Linked DNA regions of Bos taurus: region 1 is linked to region 2. Evidence: chromatin contacts called from public Hi-C data. All regions are on one chromosome and are shown on one strand. The core of a region is the stretch at or near the end of the contact, and the rest is flanking DNA. Distances in the headings are between cores, read along the strand shown.

Region 1 (3,642 bases), core at 151-2,650, 250 kb before region 2:
GAAATAGATCACTGGCCATAATTTTATGGAAAAAGACTTAGTGGACACTCAGAAACTGGTTGTTCTTTCAGTGCCTGGTTTACACCAGGTCTTGTGTGTTGACATTGGCCAACCTCCATAATGAGAGAGACACCATCCCTGCTGGTGTCTCTTTAATGATATTTAATGATATGTTAAATAATATCATTAATGATATTTACTGATATGTTTAATGATATTTAATAATAAATATTTATTTAATGATATTATCTTATCATTAAATATATTATCTTATTTAATGCAGAACCAATTCTGTTCTGATAAAAAAAAAAAAACAACTGAGATTCAGAGAAGTTAACTGATGTGTCTAAAGTCACATGGTTAGTAGTTGGTGAGGTTCAAATTCAGGTCCCTCTGGTTCGAAAGGACATGCACAGCTTTACACCATTGTCTGGTGTCCCCTCCAAGGAATAGCCATAGTGGGGTGTGAAGACAGGGCTACCCGCTTTTTACCATTATAAAACAGCACGTGGCTAAGCCCAGTTCCACCAAAACCAATTCTAAGCCTATGTGCAGCGATGATCACTCACTGTTGATGGGTACATCAATTAACACATCTGCTAAAATTTAATACTTTAGTCAATCCTTGGCAAGCATTATAGATCTGACCTTCCGCCCATTTAAAGAAGTGTGGAGGCCTTTTCCACTGTCAGATACAAATGAAATCCAGCTGTCTATGACTTCAACCCCAGGCCAGATGTTTTAAATGTTAAGTTTCCTCCACACTGTATCCTTTCATTAACCATTTTTTAACACTGCAGGCTGCAACACATTAGTGATCCTGAAATCAATTTGGTGGATCACAACAGCCTTTCAAAATATTGGAATAGAACTGACTAGAATAGAGCTGAACAAAAAACATCAGAATGTATCCTACTGAGTGGCTCAGATGGTAAAGAATCTGCCCTCAATGCAGGAGACTGCCCGCAACACAGGAGACCTGGGTTCAATCCCTGGGTCAGGAAGATCCCTTGGGGAAGGGAATGGCAACCCACTCCAGTATTCTTGCCTGGAGTACTCCATGGACAGCGGAGCCTGGCGGGTTACAATCCATGGGGTCACAAAGAGTCAGATAGACTCAGCGACTAACACTTTCACTTTCACATCCACCGAGTAAAGGCTGTTATTCTGTGACACTTGCGTGTCACTTGTGTTTGTATGTGATGACAAAGAGTATAGTTCTTACTCTGAGTTGTGGTTTTATAAAAAGGAAAACCACTGCTTTGGAGGGTTCTGTGGTCCCTTTATGGTTCTTGAAAAAGCAGTTCTGTCTGCCCATGGGAGAAAGTTAACTTACAAACAAAGAAACAGAAAGGAAAGAAGTGGAAGGCGGAGTCTTCAAGCAGGCAGGAAAATAACAGATCACTATAAAGGGAGAGATTCTTGTCAACAAGTCAGCCAAGGCCAGTGTCCTCAGAGAGACTCTCCCACGTACAGTAAATGATTTTGTTGTATCAACTTGACTTTCCCACATCTCAAGATTGCTTTGGGATCCTGCTTTGTGGATACTCAACAGTTTGGTTTCCTAGACGTTGCAGCCTGAAACAAAGATGTATGTGTGCTTCTTCTTTAACTTTTTATGATGGAAAAATTTTAAGCAAACAAAAGTAGTCAGGAGAACTATGGAGAACAGTATGGAAGTTCCTTAAAAAACTAATAATAGACTCACCATATGATCCAGCAATCCCACTCCTGGGCATATATCTGGAGAAAACCATAATTCTAAAAGATACATGGACCCCAATGTTCATTGCAATAGGCAGGACATGGAAGCAGTCTAAATGTTCATCAACAGAAAAATGGATAAGGCAGATTTGGTACATATATACAGTGTATTCCATTATTTAGCCATAGAAAAGATTGAATTAATGGCAATTGCAGCAATATGGCTAGACCTACAGATTGTCATGCTAAATGAAATGAGTCAGACAGAGAAAGACATAGATATGATACCATTTATATGTGGAATCTAAAAAAATGATACAACTGTGAAGTGAAGGTGAAAGTGTTAGTCGCTCAGTCATGTCTGGTTCTTTGCGACCCCATGGACTGTAGCCTGCCAGGCTTCTCCGTCCTTGGAATTCTCCAGGCAAGAATACTGGAGTGGGTAGCCATTCCCTTCTCCAGGAGATCTTCCTGACCCAGGGACTGGACCAGAGTCTCCATCATTGCAGGCGGATTCTTTACTGTCTGAGCCACCAGAAAGCCCAGGTACAAGTGTACTTATCTACAAAGCAGAAATAGAGTTACAGATGTAAAAAAACAAACTTATGGTTACCAAGATGGAAAGTGGGGAGAGGGATAAATTAGAAGATTGGAATGAACATATACATACTACAGTGTATGAGGCTTCCCTGGTGGCTCATGTATACCTGTGGCGGATTCATTTCAATATTTGGCAAAACCAATACAAAATTGTAAAGTTTAAAAATAAAATAAAATTTAAAAAATAAAAAAACAAAAACAAACAAACAAAAAAAAGAATTCACCTGCTAATGCAGAAGGCACAGATCTATAATGGTTTATGTGGGGAAAGAATCTTAAAAAGGATGGATATAACTGATACTTTGCAGAAATGAATGCACAATTGTAGATTAACTACTCCTATAAAATATTCACTCTAGTGAAACTTTGCATACCATCAGCCAGCTTCAACAATGATCAAGTTGTAGTCCATCTGGTTTCAACTATATACCTTATCCACTTCACAGATGGTCTATCATTTCATCCATAAATATTTCAGTGTGTATTCAAAGAGGTGATCTTTGAACATTTATGTCTCCTAGGTCTTCCAAATCTAATGCTCACTCACTGCAGCCTAAGGGAACTGTGCTCCATGAGACATGAGGTTCTGGCCAAAATATAGGAACAGGCAATCATGGTTGATGGCTTGTGTTCCCTCATAACTAAAGACCCTAGAAAGGATATCTGATTACATAACCCAAGACATCTTCCAAAAAATTTTTTTAAAAGAGAACAGAATGGCTTTATGAAAATTACGACAGGGTAGACATAAGGTAAGAGCTCCTAGTCACCAGGGCTGACTCACAGAGGCTGTCTGATCCAGCACCGCCATGCTGTAGAGGAAGTAACTGCCTGCGGATCAATTCTACTTTCAAAGAAAACTCAGCAGTCCAACCTGCCTCAGATACTTCTTCGGCAAACAACTGATTCCTCCCTCATCATTTTCTGTGACCTGGCTCTGCCTCAAGGTCAAATCCAAACTCCTCAGCCAACCTTCCACAGCCCACTGTCCCTGGGCCTCCACACACTCATCTCCACAAAGCCTACAATAATTGCCAAACTAGTCTTCCCTCTGTCCTTAAGTGTCTCAGGCTGGGTCCCTCTGCAGGCCTTGTAAATATGCTCCCTTGTACAGACCTTTCCTTTGCCCTCTTGCCCATACCTTTTCTATGCTTCTTGGCCTCCCTCAACTCTCTAAGCTTTGGCAAGCCTGTGCTCTTAGACAGTCAAGCTTCTTTCTTTCCCCTTGTCTGGGTGCCTGCAGTATTTCAAAGGTTCCCTTCACACTGGTGATTTGTAATATTGCCTTTTAACTGTCTTATCCAGGTTCACCTAGTGACCTCATCTGGTCCCTCCTCT
Region 2 (4,051 bases), core at 247-2,746:
TACTGAGTCAATGTTTATTCAAATCACTTTAGTCTCTCAACCTCACGGAATTCTTACACTTGAGGGGAGTGTCTTCCACACCTTCAACTCTTGAGAATCACTGAACCTTAACATGATGCTCCTCAGGGGAAGAATCATACTTTCTTACTTAGAATGACAATGTAAATTCACTCAATAAAGATTTATTGGGGCCTCAGTATGCCAAGTCCTAAGTATGCAAAAGTTAAAAGGGGGAATAAAAGAGGTTCCCAGTTCTCAGTCAAGTACTTAAGAGTCTCTGAATAAATGTTTGTTGGACGTATTCAGATCAATTAATGGTTAACAGTGCGATGGGATAGGACCAAGTTTAAGAATCTGATCAAAGTTCTGGAAAAACTAACTCCCCAGAAAAATTTACAAGCACACAGAATTCTGTACTCAATTCCGGGGGCGGGTGGGGGCTGTAGTGGAGAAGTAGTATGAACTTCTCTGAACCCCAATCACCTACTACCAGATCCACAAACTCTTAGTTAAAAATCCATTAACAAAACTAAATTATCTGGGAACAGGAATACTTGCTCAATAATCCTGATTATGCCCGAGAGTGCAGTGTATACAGAAGCTACTTAAGAAATATCTGCTGATCAATAATTTCCCCATAACCAGACGACACCAGCAAATCGTTTCTTCCATTACAGAGTCTTCCAGTCGAATGATTTTAAAAACTCAAAACCCCTTTTCACTAGTGACATTAATGACCTAATACCAATAACTCGAAATCATTATTTGCTATTCCCTACACGATCATTCACCAATCCAGATCTTCTCTCCTCCGTGCTGCCCCTCTGCTCCCTCCAAATTCAGGGCTTCCTCCTTCGCATCCCAAAAGCTAAGTCCAGAGCGCCCAGTGAGACGGGAAATAACCGATGCTCCACGCCGCACACACTGTCAAAGCAGGGAAGGTGAATCCAGTAAAGGCCACAACTTCCAAATCCTTTCCTCAACTCTCGCTTGGAAGTAAACAGACTTACCTTAAGTTCCAGGAAAGAGGGGTCGATCTTTCTCACAGAACTGAGACCAGTTACCAAGAAGCAGCGGACCGCCCTGTCACCATAGCGACTTCTCAGAGCTAAGCTGACTCCCTCTTCGCGCGATACTTCCCCTCAGAGCGTCACCCGAGCGGGCCTGAGACCCCGCCCCGCAGTGGCCACGCCCTCTTCTAAAGGGACGTTATTGGACGACTGATCCTTGACTTAAACCGTAGGGCGAATTCCACTTATCTTCTCAAAATTCGCAAGTTTAAAAAAAAAATTTATAAGAGTGCTATTGCCGTAGGGCCACGGAAAACATTGTTTCGCTTTTTTCACCTAGTAGAAAACGTTCCCTGCAGCTCGGGTCCCGCCAGGAGTTCGCGCATGCGCGTAAGGTATCAGAAGATGGCGATAATCGCCGCATTTTTTTCAAATTAGTGGTTCCCAGAAAGCATTGCGCGCGTTTGTAACGAATTTCCGTTCGAGTTTGTATTTTAGGCGCCATTTTCGAGTGAAGGACCCGGAGCCGAAACACCGGTAGGAACCGGGGGGCCTATACAACCGTTTCCAGCCTCGGTCTGAGTGGACTATCCTGCAGGTAAAGTACGTCTTTTCCTGATCGGTTGTCACACTCTCACTTCCTGCCCGGTCCGCAGGCGCCTGGAAAGAGGCCTTGAGCTGGAGCAGCCGAAGTCTAGGCTGAGGCTGCCTCGGGGAGATTTCGCTCGCTGTCACCCCTCCCCCCTCAGTCGCTCCCCGGCGGTCGAAGCTCCCGCGCGCTTCTCCCGGGCGCCACTTCTCTGAGCTACTTAAGCGTCGATGGTGGGATTGGGGCCGCGGGGCTGGGGGCCCTCTCAGCCCTCGCGGACCTTTTCTTAGAAATCTTGGTCGGACTACGGCGTCGCCCCCTGTCCCGGCCCGCTGCCCGTTTCTCTTCTCCCGAGGGACTAACCACTAGCTCTGAGCCCTTACTGGTGGCCTTTCGTAGTTTATTGTCCAGCGGGATTCGCCGCGGACCTCAGGGACAAACCCCTGCCACCCCAAGGTGATGGAAGCGGAGTTGGCGCTGCCGGCTTCCGATTTGAAAATCGCGAGCGGTCGACCCCAGCCGCCGGTCCCCGGCCGGCGAGTAGAAGGAGACCTCAAAGCCCCCGAGCCGCCAGCCGAGCCAAGGGCTATGGCGGGGAGAGGAATGTGGGCGGCGAACCGCCTCTTCGTTCCCGACTGCTCTGCCAAGAGTTGAGAACCCCTCAAACCTAAAGCTAGTACGGACTCGGAGACAAGAATCTGTGCGCTTTGATCCCCAGCCCCGAGAGTGTGGGAATGTCCGTAAATGTCGGCGTGCGGGATATAACTTCGTTTAGAAATGACGTTACAGTCTTCTCACACATTTACACTGTGGGCGGAGGAGGGGGACATTAAAAAAATAAAAAGAACCTAAGCAGTTGCTCTCTTTGCTGGCTCCGCAAAGCACGTCTAGGAACTTGCTTAGAACTTGAGAGAGCGAATCCCGCCTTCCTGGCACTTGAGTTTTTTGTGCCTTCTTTCCCGAGAACTCGCTGGCGTTGCGCGGGGTTTTTCAACGGAGCCCTAGAAAACGGGTGGACAAAGTTTTACCCGAGTGGGACGGGTGGCGGGCCGGCGGGGAACTTGACGGCGCGGCCGGCCGCCCGCGGGCTGACTTGCTCCCGGCTTTCCCTCGGCTCCAGCGACCATGCCCCGTAAAGGCACCCAGCCCTCCACTGCCCATCGCAGAGAGGAAGGGCCGCCGCGGTCCCCGGACGGCACCAGCAGCGACGCGGAGCCGGATCCGCCGCCCGGCCGCGCGAGGAGCCAGGCGCTGGCCACCGCAGGTGAGTAGCCCTTCGCGACGCCGAGGGCAAGCGCGTGGAGACCTGGCACCCAACCCGGGACGGTTGGTATTCCAGGGCGCGGACGAAAAGGGCTGCGGGGTTGACACCCGAAGGTCAAGAAAGCGATTTTCACAGATTCGACTGTGAAATTTCGGTTAACGGTGCTGGAGGGATGGGGGCTAGTAAATAGCTAAAATTCTGAACTTCTGTTCATTGTCTTATGTTTCCGCGGAAATCGACACGGTCAGCCAGAGTGGACTTTTTTCAGTGTCAGCGTGACTATTTGTTAATATGATGAAAAGTTGCTTGATCGTACAACTTCACCTCGGTGATCTTAAATTGCAAAGAGAAGATAATTTGCACCTACGCCCGCACTCGCCGTGGGTTTTGTGAGTCAAGGAATTGAGTGACATGAAACCCCTGTAACTGTCACGGGAGCTCGCCAGTGTCCAAAGTTAGGGTTCCAGATGCTTAACAGATACTGAGAGTTGAATCTAGAGCTGTAGGATTTGACCACCTGTTTAGGCAAGGACTCAAGTGATTGTGGATTTTCCAGATTTGCATTACGATGTAGTGTATTGACTCCTAAAAGGTATATTTCTATAGAATTTTGTGACTGATGGCATCTCTTTCAAAAATTTTCTTTTGTCATAAGACAAAGCCTAAAGACTGTTATCCTTTGTGAATGTAAGATAATACTGTATTTGAGTGAAAAATAGAGATTCCTAGGTTTCATAAATGACGTCTCCAAAGATTAGCAGGCTAACAAATTGCACTGATGCAGGCTTCCCCTCTCCCCCTTTTTTTCCTTTCCTTTGACTGACTTAGAAACTCCAAGTGAGGAAATTGATAATAGAAGTTTAGAAGAGATTTTGAATAGCATCCCTCCTCCCCCACCTCCTGCAATGACCAATGAACCTGGAGCTCCTCGTCTTATGATAACTCATATTGTAAACCAGAACTTCAAATCTTACGCTGGGGAAAAAATTCTGGGACCTTTCCATAAGGTATTTGACCATTTTTAAATAGCTGTTGTAAGGTAATGCATCTTTATTACAAACTGTTTCAGTTTTGTAGTTATTGTATATCCTGATTGAGAAATACATGGTGTAGTTTCTATGCTTTTAACTACTGAAATTAGCTTTTGTTTATCTGATTATCTTTTGGTACCTTTCTTTATAAAGTTCT

Evidence for each region. A called contact is a pair of places that touch in the nucleus more often than the background predicts.
Region 1: a contact with region 2 is called in a Hi-C map of an unstated tissue, with 4 times the contacts expected there. The contact joins the enhancer-like site here to the promoter of SMC4 in region 2. A contact is called at or near these places in 2 of 11 Hi-C or Micro-C datasets (liver and an unstated tissue).

What each region holds. Positions count from the first base shown.
Region 1 is chr1:107,323,884-107,327,525 of ARS-UCD2.0, reverse strand. No RefSeq gene overlaps it. Among named protein-coding and RNA genes, the nearest start is that of C1H3orf80, 88 kb to the right of the region's middle. Within about 2 kb of position 1,400, at least 18 of the 102 cell types and tissues checked have an H3K27ac peak or open chromatin away from gene starts, as enhancers often do.
Region 2 is chr1:107,076,069-107,080,119 of ARS-UCD2.0, reverse strand. SMC4 (structural maintenance of chromosomes 4) reads left to right here and starts at 1,496. Exons shown (of 24, transcript NM_001105326.3): 1 at 1,496-1,608; 2 at 2,720-2,863; 3 at 3,692-3,870. The coding sequence starts at 2,725. It also overlaps a transcript of IFT80 not described here.